Linked DNA regions of Rattus norvegicus: region 1 is linked to region 2. The links are chromatin contacts, called in public Hi-C maps. All regions are on one chromosome and are shown on one strand. The core of a region is the stretch at or near the end of the contact, and the rest is flanking DNA. Distances in the headings are between cores, read along the strand shown. Region 1 holds the start of Slc16a1 (solute carrier family 16 member 1). Region 2 has its middle 27 kb from the start of Lrig2.

Region 1 (7,422 bases), core at 2,385-4,884, 87 kb before region 2:
TTACCACTTGGAAAGTGGAAACAGGAAGATCGTTGGTACACAGAAAATGTGAGACAAGCCTAGGTTATCTGAGAGGGTCTCAAATGCAAACACGCACATATAAAGTTGGTAAAAACTGAAGTGCAATTAAATTACTGCCTTTTCAAGCCAAGAGTAGGCTGTGAATACAACAGAAAAACATCCCATGTCTTCAAGTAAAAATAGCAAACATGAAATATATTTATCTCTCCTCCTAAACCTTTCCTCAGAAATAAAAACTTGGTCTTCAAGTGAGCTTCCAATGAGAGGAAATACACAGGACAGCAAGCAGGATATGCTAAATTAGAGCATGTTAAAACTACACCACAGACAAACTAAAACCTCAAACGGGAAGACTAGAAGAAAAGGGGAAAGGGCCTGTCTCTTTCAAATACATCACTTAGATGAGAAACCTATAGATGCAGACATCAAACATATATAGCATGACCATGTTCGTATCCTTGATCAAGGGAACCAATTACTAAAAAATCAAAACTCAATACATCGATATAAATACATCTTGGGCAAATCTGAATACTGAAGTCTTTGGTGATGTGACTGTTTAAGAGCAGGACGATGTGACGATGATTTTCTGAAGATTCCTGTCTTTCGGATAGCTGTGGATAGAGCTCAGTTGGTGAAATTATTATTTCATCTAGGATCTGGTTCACAAGCAAAGTGGAAAAGGATGGATGGTAAAGACACAGGAGTGACTCAGCTGCTTGCTACTTAGCATTTCCCAAACTAAACTGTAGAGAAGGTAAAGAGAAAACAAAAAGAAAATTTCAGCTTCACCAATAAAAACAGACAGGAGGGCAGAAATGGCTTTGAATTTAATCTATGAGTTTATAAGTCGGGCAGTTTGGGTGTAGTCACACTACCTCAGGACTCCCATTGGTTAAAACGAAGATAAAAAACTTGTATTTGCTCCAGCTAGCAACCTGAACCACATCATTAACTTCACCGTTGTTTCTCACTTCCAACACCTTACTAGTCCCCTACTCAAAAACCTGTTTCCGTCCTTTTCTCAAGGCTTCCCCAGGTATCCACATCCAGTCCCACGCTAAGAACAGCCTCTGGTCAGCCACACAAAGTTCTGTTAACTGTTTAGCTTCTTCCTGTGTCCTTACAGTGACTTAAGACACTCCACTGGCTGACACTTCCATTGCCTCTTACTATTTTTGATCGCTCTATGCTTTAGTTTTTTGATGAGATTCTCTGAGCTTCTTCTGCATGACCCCCATTACTGTCTGAACTGCCCTTTCAACCTATCACCAAACTAGTTCCCACTCCTTTGTCAAACTTCAGATTAAGTAGTATTTCCTCAGAGAGATACCTAGTGTTTCCTTCAATTGAGCATCGTCTCACACCTACAAAAAACACAGTATTTGTTCTCATGGTAACCTTACTTTCCCCTAAAACTTGATTGCTAAGAGCACTTAACTGTAGCTGCTTTCCAGCTAGACTACAAACCCAAGGGTAAATACTAGAATTCATTCTCTCCCCATCCCTAACACCTCTATCCATAATTTCCAGTTTTGTGTTCAAGTTCCACATTACTGGTCCTCATAGGAAATAAAAAGTCAAGTAGGCATTACACTGGGACCTAGACCTTGCATGACTCGCAAACTAGGACGCTCCTGAAGCACAAAGGGAATGAAAGGTTCAAGAACCTGGGAAAACACTAACCTAACACTATTTTCTTGCCTGAGTTTATAGGTATTCATGTTTATATCACCTCATCCCCCGCCCTGCCCCGCTTAATCTGTTTAGGATTATGTAAATCACAAGGCTAAAACTCCCAAAACACTCCTCAAACCAAGAACTCTCATACTTAACAAGGTCACAATCTGATACACCAACAGTATCTACTTAAACCCACAATGAAATTACTGAAACACACTCACTTAGAAATTTATCCTAGGCTGGACATAGTGACAGGCGCTTTTAATCCGAGCACTGGGGAAGCAGAAACAGGTCTGTGTTCAAGGGCAACCTTGTCTACAGAGTTCCAGAACAGCCAGGGATACAGAGAAACTGTGTCGAGCCTCCCAAAATCTGCCCCCCTCCCCAAATACCTAAAGTCTTGAATTTTTGGTCATTTTTTATGGTACTTGGAAGGCTAAGTTGTAAATCCTGGACATTTTTACTTTGTTTTTGAGAAGGGGTTTCAAAAGCCTGTATCTCCTGCCTGTACACCTTAGATTTAAGGGTAAGACCCATGGACTGCCCGCTCCCCCTCCCTTCTCTCTCTCTCTCTCTCTCTCTCTCTCTCTCTCTCACACACACACACACACACACACACACACACCAACCCCCCCCCCCCGAAGACTTGGGCTTGACTTGGTTCCTATCCTTCCTTTCTCAAATTCTCATATAATTACTAATATCACCCGTCAGCATGTACTCATTTTATTACAAAACCAAAATAATTTTTTTCAATGCCGGCGACCTTTGGAACCTCAGGCATGGTAGGTCAGTCAGGTACTCTTACCACTGAGCTACACACTCCCAGCCTAAATTAAATAACGCCTGAAGATTTCAAAGTTAGTTATGGGTAAAAAAACAAAAGTAGCTTGTCACTGTGTAACTACTAGCAGTAGCCGCCCAGTTTATAATGAGCCGCTGGAAAACGGGAAAAGACTGAAGTAGTAACACGTGCGTTTCCTGGTTGAGTGATCAGAAGCTAGTTTTCGCAACTGCTGGTTGCACCAAAAACGCCACCATAAAGAAAGGCTAAAACGCACTCCGAAAAGGGATGTACTTGGCCCAGAAAGCGTGCCCCGATCATATGTAAGGATATTTAAATCTTCTCCACAAGGATACCTTGAGACCCCGTGCCCACGGCAGGCGCGCCGAAGCCACAGGTTGGACCACAAAGAGCCCCTCTCCCAACCTCCCTCCCCTTCCTCAAAGTTCCCTGGAACCCCGCAGTCGTACCGGCGGTCCGCAATGCAGCTCCTCACATGCCTCACACCACTCTAGCAAGTCACCAGGTGGGACACCGATTGGCAGACCCGGAGGCAGGGCGGGTATGCCACGAGTCCTAAGTAACTCCCGCCCCAGTGCCTTTCCTCCGAGCAGAAGGCGGCAGGAGTGCACCACGTGAACCGGCCTCAGGTCGTCCCTCTTCCCGACCTAAGCATCTCTCCAGGCGCCGACAGTAGGCTGTACTGGAAGCGTCTCCCCCAAGGTCACCGGGCACCATGACCCGACTCCCGCAGCCCGGCGGCCGCCACCTGACCGCGGGCCCGCAGCTCGGCCGGGAGAGACGCTGTGCCCGGCGCCTCAAGGTCCCCTTCACCCACGCCACGTTCCGGGCCATGTGGCTCCGCGCGCCCAGGATGCCCTGTCGCCCGCCCCCCTTGCCCCAGGGACGAAAGTCTCCGCATGCTCGCGGGACCCCACCGGGGCACCAAGGGCACCGCGGATTCCGTGCAGCGCGCTGCCCGCTCTGCCCCGACTAACCGTTATGTGTATCTCGCGGCGCCCAGAGTGTGCGTGACGCGGCGGCGCGGGCCGCAATTCTTCGGAGCCGGGGGTCCTGCTCGTGTCCCTTGCCCGCCACCGGGCTCGTTGGCTGCAGCACCTACACGACCGACCAGTCACGTCGCAGCTCGCCACTTTGTCTGGCGGGGCAGGCGCGGCTGCCTTATAACCCGCGGGGGCCGGAGCATGCGCACAGGGGGTGGAGTCGGCCTTCTCGGCTGCCGCCCCCTCCCTGCCATACATACACCCTGCTCGGCATCTCGCGCCTCCACAAGCTGCGGTCTGCGCGTGCCCGCTCGCTCGCTCGGGCGCGCGCGCCAGCGCCCCCCCTTCCCGCCACGTGACTAGGCGCTGCGGCCCGGAGACCCCGCATCGCCCCGGGCGCTTATCCGCGCGCTCTGGGCTAGCTGCTTTTGGCGCGTGCCCGGGACGCCATCGCGGGCCTCACCCCTCAGGCTCTGGAGGAGAAAAGAGAAAAACTGCCCCGAGACCGACCCTGAGGTGCAGAGGGCGATGGCGATGGACGGGCAGAGTCGAGGGACTGGACAGCATTTGAATGGACGCTGGTAGACTCCAACATGGGCCTGGAACCCAGGCTCGGGGACCTGGGGAAGTTGCTGGAACCCTCCGGGCCTGTTTCCTCGCGCTACATCAGCCACTGTGGAGGCGTTAGGAAGTTTAATGTGCAATTTTACGCAAGTATCTCGTCACAGAGCCTGACCTGTGGCATTTGATGAACGCTAAGTTTAAGGACAAGCCGGTCAGGAGAAACTGGCCCCGGGGCGGAGGGTGTGTACGCTGGAAACGCAGTTCTGAGCATGCTCTCAGGCCAGAAGTTTATGAACACTGGATTTTGGGAACCGGTTGCAATTTTATAGCTAGTGGGATTAGGACAGTTTCATGCCAAGCACTGCACCAGAATTATCTTGTGTGATCTTCACAACCAAATGAGATAGGTGCTAAGAAGATTTTATAAATAAGGAACCCCGGGCTTCACGAAGTTAACTGGCAGAAGTCACCAGGCTAGGAAGTGGCCAACATTTAGTCAAAGCTACTGAGCCTGATGTCATAAGAGCCATTTTCGGTTCTTCAACAAGCCCAGATACCAAAGTCTCTTGAAGTGGTAAACTAGTGAATATTAATGACTAGGACCCTTAATATTTTTATAGTATTATGATATGGGTATTTGCTTGGCTGGTTTTGATTTCTTATTTTGTTTTTTGAGATAGCCTCGTGTGTATATAGCTCCACCTGGCTTGGAACTCACTACGTAGATCAAGCTGGCTTCGAACTAAGAGATCAATCTGAAAAAAAAAAAAAAAAATCAACCTGTCTCTGCCTCCTCTGAGATTAAAGGCACGCACCATCGGTGTCAATATCTTTATTTGTTTAATTTTGTGTTTTGAGACATGGTCTTACTTTGTAGCTTTGGCCGGCCTGGAACTTGTGATATAGACTAGACCGGACTCAAGACTCAAGAGATCCACCTGGATTTGCCTCTGGACTGCTATTAAAGGCACGTGCACCACCACACCCGATGAGAATATTTTTTAAAGAAGTCAGGCCTTCTGACTTCCAAGGCGATTACTGCATACCAGGACCCTGTGCTCCCCGTCATTTGCTCTCCGGCCTCTCCTCACCTACACTAGTTTTCCTCACTAGTTTGAAATAGGCCCTATACCTTCTTTTGTGGATGAAGAACTAGAGATTGAAAAGAGGCCCTGTGTACTGTCATCTACCCTCTGCCTTCTTTCAGAGTGAAGAGTTCAGCATGTTAGTAGGATCCAATTTGAAATCCACTACCAAGTGCTGCTTATGAGCAGTAATTTGCCTTTTTTAAAAAAGTATTATATAGAGGTTGGGGGTTTAGCTCAGTGGTAGAGCACTTGCCTAGCAAGTGCAAGGCCCTGGGTTCGGTCCCCAGCTCCAAAAAAAAAAAAAAAAAGAAAAAAAAAGTATTATATATTACACTGTAGCTGTCTTCAGACACACCAGAAGAGGGCATCTGACCTCATTACAGATTTTTGTGAGCCAACACATTGTTACTAGGATTTCAACTCAGGACTTCTGGAAGAGCAGTCAGTGCTTTTAACCACTGAGCATCTATTTCTCCAGCCCAATAATTTGCCTTTTATAGCTGATAAATACATAGAAGGAAAAAAATCTCTTCAGATTATTGGGTGGTTGGAACTTAAAACAGTTGTGGTTTAGGAATGTTAGGATAAGACTCAGTGATGGAACATTTAGCTTGCAGGAGTCTGGCCCCTATTTAGATCTTCAGCACCACAGAAAGGGGGCAGGCGATACTTGGAGTGTTCTGGTGGTAACAGCATTCAGGGAGACGGTTTGAAAAGGTGAGCTAGAGAGATGGGAAGTTTCTGGATGGTTTTGGTTGGTTGGGTTTTGTTTTTGTTTTTTTCCTTGAGGATGTAGTGTCTCATTCATCCAGGGCTGATCTCAAACCTTACCCCTGTATCCGAGGATGTTCATAAACTTGTGATTCTCTCTACCCTCCCACACTGAAATTGCAGGTATGAACCCGATTACCTGGAGTTTTATCTTTGGTACTTGACAACTTAACTTATACAGCGCATAGGCGGTATATAGTAGGCAAGTCAAGCCTCATTCTCCGCTCTGTTCAAGAATGGTCATACCTAGCCCATAGCCTACCTTCTAGGGTTGCTGTGACAATACAGTTATACAACTAAGATTTACTTCAGACCTCATCCTCCACCCCAGTGCTTTGGTCAGGGCTCTGCTACTAATGTGTAGCTCCAGCCTGTTTTGTTCTTATCTCACTCAAGTTTTATTCATTTAAGAATAATCTTTTGGGGGTTGGGGATTTAGCTCAGTGGTAGAGCACTTGCCTAGCAAGCGCAAGGCCCTGGGTTCGGTCCCTAGCTCCGAGAAAAAAAAAGAAAAAAGAAAAAAAATCTTTTGGAAAATCTGGCTTTTTAGGGCTGTGGAAGGAGATTAGAGTAATAATGTACAGGAAGGGTTAAGAGATGAATGGACTGGGTGGTAGTGGTGGTGGTGGTGGTGCACACTTTTAAGCAGTTGGATCTCTGTGAGTTAAGGCCAGCCTGGTTTACAGAACAAATTCCAGGACAGCCAACGATATACAGAAAAACCCTGTCTAGAAGAAACGAGAGTGGGAAAGAAGAGAGGCTAAAGATTTTTTTCCATAAAACTTAATCTAAAACCCTAAAGGGTATCCATTAGCACCTACTTCCAAGGCACCGGGCAGGATTATAATCTTGTTATAGGTTATGGTATAATTTTGTTTTCAGAGAGAGCTAGCAACATTTTGAAGTCTTAGACCCTACATAACCTGGATTGGGGCAGAGAAGGACTTAATGTGAGTCAAATCCAGGCTGGAATCAGAAGACCTAGTCCCATAATTGCTCTCTGGGCAGTTAATTAACTGAACTCCTTAACTGAGCTCCTTCTTTAAGTAAGTTAAAGATAATACTGAGACGCTTGAGCTGTTGTGATAATCAGTGAGATAGTATTTGCAAAAGTGATTAGTAATTCTTTGAAAGACCCCATAAGTTTTATGAATTAATACTTTTACACTTATTTAGTGAGTGTGAAGAAACTATTGTAGGTAATCAGTCCTCTCTTTCCACCGTGTAAAACCCAAGGATTGAACTCAGGTTGTCAAGCTTGGCAGCAAGTTTCTACTGAACCATGCTGGACCATAAATTACCATCACTGTTATTTTTACAAGCTGCACAAGCAGGAAAGACCCAAAGAGCTATAGAAGGCTGAGCATGTAGCTCGATGTCACAAGGATGTTTATGTGATATCCAGTACTTGAGACAACAAACCAACAAAACAAAACAATAGGGCAGGTGATTTGGAGAAAACAACGGGATAGCACCAATTAAAGTCCTTATTCTAACTTAAATCATG
Region 2 (6,869 bases), core at 4,045-6,544:
GGCTTCGAAAAATCTCTCTCTCTCTCTCTCTCTCTCTCTCTCTCTCACTCTCTCTCTCTCCTTTAAAGCAGTTATTCTCATATATGGTTGTCAGCAATACTGTGACGAGTTATAAAGAAAAGACCATAACTTTGTTTTAAAACTTCATTTTATTATCGTGTATCACGAGGTGTGTGTGCATGTGTGAGTATAGCTGTGTATGTGCTACACACATGCAGGTGCATACACTACACACAGATTTAAAAATAAAATTAAGGGGTTGGGGATTTAGCTCAGTGGTAGAGCGCTTGCCTAGCAAGCACAAGGCCCTGGGTTCGGTCCCCAGCTCCGGAAAAAAAAAAGACTAGGTCTCACTATATAGCCCAGACCAGTAGAAATTCATGATCTGTTTGCCTCATCTTTCCAATGCAGGGATTACATGGTTCTCCACTCCTAGCTTGCTAACCCGTCTTTCTTTCCGATTAGAATATAGACTCTTCTAGGGTATTGAAATTCAATAGACAACCTTCAAATATAATCGTAGAAGACCACACTCTACCATGCCAAAACATGTCTTCTTGCTATATTGATTAGATTAGGTAGCTTGAGAAACAATAGGCAAAAAGCAAGAGAAATGTATGCTTAAAAGGGGAAATTCTTTTTAAAGGTCTTTTCTTCTTTGCACCAGAAAGACTAAAAACTAGATACTGTTCAGCAACAGAGAAGGCATGTGCCCACCCAGCCCTAAAAAGGCTTATTCCGGTCTTTAAAGTCTGGGAGGTAGACCCCAGAAATGGTCCTGAGAAAATCTGGAGAGCCTAGCTGTTACCCCAGTTCCAGTCAGGATGTGCAGGACCCCAACATATCCATTCTGGGTCAAGATTTCCTCCTACAGGTGGGCCCAGCTTCCCAGCTCAATTGCTGGGGGCCAGGGTCAAAGGTCAGGAGGGGTACTGCTTTAGCTTCGAGGAAAGGCTGTGTGTGTGAGCGTTTGGGGGATAGTGGGTGAGGATATACCATTGAGGAGGTGGTGGACTAGACAAACTGGCCGAAGACAGAGACAACACTCTTTCTTGTTTGGCCAGGTAGCTATGGGGTTACGACTGCGCAGGCCCCAAGAAGGTTGTAACATGGGGAGAGCAGCAACACTGGAAGGATTTGGGGGCAGCCCACGCCTTGCAGAAAAATATGAAAGCAGTTGCCTCCTCGGACCCTTGTGGCTGTAAGTAGCAGTGTCACGGTCAGTCCATCTCCTTTTCTCTTCTGAGGGAACAAAAGGTAGGTGGATTCACAAATTTGCACACCACCCTTTAGCAGGGACCATGATAGTCTTTGTACGATATGCTTCTGTTGCACTCACTGCCAAACCGAGCACATGGACTTTAACCCCTGGCACACGCACACGACTGACTTGCGCTAAGATGGTTTTCCTGACCATCTCCCCTGAAATATGTATTTAATTACCACCCCTGAGACCCTTCTTCTTTATTTCAGATAATGGAGAATTTGAGTCTAAAGTTTAAACACTGTCTTTGGGATCTATTCCATAGACATTTCCACCGAGCATATTAACACACACGTACATTAACAAACCTGTTTTTCTTGTAATCTGTTTGTTTATTAAGCATCTCAGTTTAAGAACTAGAGGAGAAGCCAGGTGGTGGTGGCACAATGCTTTTGGTCACAGGGGCAGGCAAATCTCTGAGTTTGAGGCTAGCCTGGACTACAGAGCAAGTTACAGGACAGCCAGGGCTACACAGAAAAACCCTGTCTTGAAAAACAAGCAAGCAAAATTGAAAAAAAAAAAAAAAAAAAAAAAGGGTGCATGTCACCAGGCCTGGCAAAATTACAGTTTTGACTATCTTAACTGGTTTTCCTTTGGTAAGAAGCTGTGTAATACTTCACTGTATAAAACAATACAAATGTTCCAGTGAGCTGAGCAGAGCAGAATCAGTTTCTAGTGAGGAAGACTGAAGGAAGCAAAATCCACAGCACCAAAGAGACTCGGGAGTCAAATTGGTCACTTGGAAGTTACTTGTTTTGCAAGATGAGATATAGAAAAATAGCTGATACGTGTTTCTTTCAGATTGCTTCTCTGTGTAAAGTCTGTGGCAGAGTGAACATGATGACCAGTCCTACTGAAATTGTACTGTTCTTGGAAGGTCAGAGAAACTAGCTTCATTTTGCATGATGATATGGAATTTTAGCACAAGCAACTCCATTTTGAGTTTTTTTTTTTTTTTTTGGGTTCTTTTTTTCGGAGCTGGGGATCGAACCCAGGGCCTTGCGCTTCCTAGGCAAGCGCTCTACCACTGAGCTAAATCCCCAACCCCTCCATTTTGAGTTTTAACCTAGTCCTCTGAGGTACTCTTCCCCCTGCCCAAGTACAGAAAGAAGTTCAGGGAAGAACAATGGCCCCCTGCACCTTCTCTTTAAAATTCCCCAGTATTTAATACAGGACTGGACAACGCAGGAGCTCAAATGGATTTCATTGCCTTGTAAATTATGCCTTTTGGAGAAATTTGAGGTGTTTTTTTTTTTCTTTTTAGGATAATTATGCTGGTTTTGGCATATGTGATAAATGGGGACAAGAAGTGTCCTTTGTGTTAGAGCAGGAGGTAATAACAGAGGGCCTCAGTCTCGGTTATTTTGCTATTACTGTTCCGTTTGATGTGGTTGGGATGACGGCACCATAGTGCCTGTGTTGAAGGATCCATTCTCTCCTTCCGTCTTACGGACCCTGGGGTTAAGCTCAGGTCTTCAGGCTTGATGGTCAGCACCTCTACCCACTGAGCTATCTCCCTGGCTGAAACACTGCTCTTGCTTTATTTAGAGATTAGGATTTCACTTGTACCCCAGGATAGCCTTAAACTCAAGGTGCTTCTGCTTCTACTCCTGAATTTTGGAATCATCTTCAGGTCTAGCTTTAAATTGGGTAAACCAAAAAGCTAAATTACCACTGGTAGTTGTGGAGTAGAGAAGGGTGAGGATCAGCCAGTTCCTTATAAGAGGTGGTTTTTATTTTTATTTTTAGAGGCAGGATTTCATGTAGCCCAAGCTGCCCTCAAACTCGTATTTAGACAAGGTTAACCCTGAATTCTTTTATTATTTATTTATTTTTAAATTTACCTTTACTATTGGAGTGTGTGTGTTCGCTGTTGAACACTTGTACACAGCAGTTAAGTACATGCCCTGGCCCATACATGAAGGTGAGAGGCCAATTTGAAGGGGTCAGTTCTTTGTTTCATTGGTGAGTTACGGTCTCGTTGAACTTCAGTTCAGCCCTAACCTTCCATTCTTCTCCTTCTAAAGATTTTTATTTCTTTACTATGCATTCGTGCCCTATCTGCGTGTATGCCAGAATACCAGAAGAGGACATCAGATCTCAGTATAGTTGGTTGGTGGGAATCGAACTCAGGACCTCTGGAAGGGCAAACAGTGCTCTTAACCTCTGAGCCATCTCTCCAGCCCCCAAATCTCTGGATTCTTAATCCTCCTCTCTCCTCCTCCAAATGATGGGCTTACAAGTGTGTGCCCTCTTACCCTGCTCAGACAATGTTTTTGGTGTTTTTTATTTTTATGATTTCTTTTCTTTTTTCTTTTTTCTTTTTTTTTTTTTTCTTTTTTTCGGAGCTGGGGACCGAACCCAGGGCCTTGCGCTTGCTAGGCAAGTGCTCTACCGCTGAGCTAAATCCTCAACCCCATGATTTATTTTCATTTTATGTTCATTGGTATTCTGCCTGTGTGTTTGTCTGTGTGAGGGTGTCAGATTCCCTGGAACTGGAGTTACAGACAGTTGTGAGCTGCCATGTAGGTACTGGGAATTGAACCCCAGGGTCCTTCGGTTAAGAACACCCAGTGCTCTTAACCACGGAGCCATCTCTCTTTAACCCCATTAGACTTTTTTTTAAAAATGTGTTCTCTCACTGGCTGCAAGGGACAAACATCATCCCTTAAACGTCATTTGTAAGGGTTCTTCCCTGGTGACCTAATCACCTCCCAATAGCCCCTACCTTGGTTAGGTGTTAGAAGGCTTGCTTAGATTCATGAGGTCTTGGATTTGATCCCAAGCACCAGAAAAAACAGCCAACCAATCAACCCCAAAAAGGCACTCCCTCTTTGTCCTGTCCCCTCCCCTCCCCCAGCACGCCCCCCCTGCACCCCCGAACGCACACCCCCCTCACACTTTGAGAACAGGTCTAGCTATGGACTCCTGTTGTCCTGGCATTCTGGTTCTGGTCTGGGTGCGTTGGTGTTGGCATGGCCTACCCTTCCTGGGAGGTACAATATCACATGGTGGGAAATATGTAGGCCATAATACTTTCCTGTCTTTTATCTTTCAGCAGTAAACAGAAGGAATTCTCTTTAAATGCGTGAAGGGACTTTTGGCATCTTGAGGACAAGGGCTCATTCCACACGGGACTCTGCCACCCTGGAGGTCCTGGATCTGGAGAGTGCTAAACAAGGGCTAGAGGACAGCTGAGCGCAGGAATAATTCTTATTTTAATATAGAGGAGAAGCCATCCCTGCTCAGGGGTGAAGGAGAGGCCGATTCTGATTCTCCAGCCAGCGGATGAAAGAAACAGTCAATGGAGAAGCAGCCCATTATCTGGACTCAGCCCCCCTTCAAACAATGCTTTTGTTGACACATTCTCTGCTCCTTCCCAAGGGGGAGGGAACAGCAGTTGGCTGATCTGTGAAACCTTCCAGCTTGGAGTCAGAAGGATCTGGGGGAGTCATCTCACCAGAATGTTACCCCAACAAGCCCCTGACTCAAACTGCAGTCTATTCCTTATCTCTGCACCGGAACTCATAAACGCTGCTCTAGATACCATCCTGGGCCCCCTCGGAATACCTTGGAAAAGTTAAGAACACAAACGCCTGGCCCCTCCAGGCTGTTAAAACAGAATTCCAGGGTGAGGCCCAGGAAGCTGTGTTTTAACAAGTTCTGCAGGGGATAATTAGGTATGCTGAGGTTTGGGACGCTAGAGAGATTGGGGTGGAGGGTGGAGAGAGATAAACTCTTGCAGCTGTTAACGCCGGTCACTTCCTACGGCTTTCCCTCAGCAGGCCCAGGGGTTTGTTTTTTTTCTCCACTGTGGACCCCCGTTCATTTTCCCCGCTGCTGTGGGTTGGGAGGGGATGCAGAGCAGCAAGGAAAGTGGGAGGGACAGGAAAGGGGTCAGCCAAGGCAGTAGCGCTTTCTGGAATGGAAAGGCAAAGGCTTCGTGACAATGTCCCTTTGTCACTTTATGTTGATGGAACTGCAAGTCATTAGCAAGCCCAGGAGTTTGACCCGGTCTTTCTTCGGGGCCAGATCGCCCTCTGCTGCCCACCGGCAAATGACAGTCCAGGACGCCAAGGACAGGAGGAAGAGTTAGAGCAGTAGTGGGAGAGAAGAGGACAGGACCAAAAAGTCACTAGGTCACCACTTCAGGATGTAACAAAATCTTGTTAAAGTAGTGTTTGCTGGGAAGCCAATGCGGTGGGTGTTTCCAGGACACATCCAACAAACAGCAGAGTTTTGCCAAGGCCCCACTGTTCCCATGATTCCAAGCTCCACACTTGATTTGGTTCTGCAGCCGCTTTCCCCTTTAGTTCTCCCTTACCTCACCTTGGACAGTCAGAGTGTTTAATAAAATAGGGAGACAGAAGAAGAAAAGTGATGAAAATTTTTTGTGTGCAGTCATTTATAGGCATTAGTCAAGACTCGGCACCCCACCCCCACCCCCCACCCCCAATCTTCCTTTCTCAGCCTCTCTTTGTTTCTTTTGTCCCGGGGAAAGCACCATGTCTTTCAGCCTTACTTTTCCTGCCAGGGAACTCTTGCCCCACAGCTGTGGAGTCAGCCTTTCTTTCCAACTTTATTGCCCCACTTTATTGCTGTTGGGAATAAGGGTTCATGTAGGTCATTGGTTGAAAGAGCAAGGATTTTTTCCCAGCATAAAAGCTCAGGTTAGCAGTTGCTCCTGCCAGCCATGGGCAATGACCCATTTCCCCCAGCCTCTTGCCTTGGCCCACTCCAGCTGGCCTCCAGAGCCCCTCAGCTCTCCATACCCAACCCTGGGTTTCTGTAGTGGACTCAGCTCCTGCCGGGAGCCCCCTTCCTGGTCAGGTGTGGAAAATTATTTAAATTGTTGCAAGAGGTTTGGGGTGAAATAGGGCCAGGGATGTGGGAGGTGGACGGGGGTGGAGGTGAAGGTTCAGGTGGGGAGGAGGGTAAGAGTTGTAGCCAAATTCTACAGAATGTTCTGATGTCATGAAACACTTGGACTCTGCCCCTAACAGCCTCTAAACTGGGTGAGTCTGTGTGGTTGAAGTCAAGCCTTTCAACCCAAATAAAATTTTAGATAAAAATCAGACCCCATCTCTGTGTCTCTGCACTATTTTTTGTCTGTTTGTGTTTAGGTGTCTGAGACAGTGTCTCACTATGTAGCCCTGGCTAACCTGGAATACCAGAGTGGCCTGGAACTCATAGAGATCTGCCTGCCTCTGCCCCCTAAGGGCTGGGATTAAATGCATGCACCAGCACCATTGGCACATTTTTGCATGTTTAGATATTCGTACTTGTTTAGTTTTATGTTTATGACCCCAAATACATGCAAGTAATCTATGTAAAAATCAAAGCATGCTGGAGATTGTGGTAATCACAAAGCTTGGGAGGCAGAGAATTGCCCTAAATTTGAGACCAGCTTGGTCTACATAGTAGCAAGTTCCAGACCAGTCAGGGTTACAGAATAAGATTCTGTTTCCCCCCCTAGAGGGAGGGATCTTCACCATCCCCATCCCCATCCCATCCCCATCCCATCCCCACCCTCATCCCCACTCCACCTCCACCCCCGCCACCATCACCATCACCATCACCACCACCATCACATCACCATCACCAT

Evidence for each region. Hi-C and Micro-C count contacts between places; a contact is called where the count stands out from the background.
Region 1: a contact with region 2 is called in a Hi-C map of the A7r5 cell line, with 2.2 times the contacts expected there. The contact joins the promoter of Slc16a1 here to the enhancer-like site in region 2. A contact is called at or near these places in 11 of 12 Hi-C or Micro-C datasets (the A7r5 cell line, the Rat2 cell line, Schwann cells and 6 more).

The regions. Positions count from the first base shown.
Region 1 is chr2:194,808,872-194,816,293 of GRCr8, reverse strand. It overlaps Slc16a1 (solute carrier family 16 member 1), which reads right to left and starts at 3,634. Exons shown (of 5, transcript NM_012716.2): 1 at 3,487-3,634.
Region 2 is chr2:194,724,181-194,731,049 of GRCr8, reverse strand. No RefSeq gene overlaps it. Among named protein-coding and RNA genes, the nearest start is that of Lrig2, 27 kb to the right of the region's middle. Within about 2 kb of position 5,294, at least 45 of the 93 cell types and tissues checked have an H3K27ac peak or open chromatin away from gene starts, as enhancers often do. A contact at or near this core is called in the A7r5 cell line, Schwann cells and liver, where this site is marked.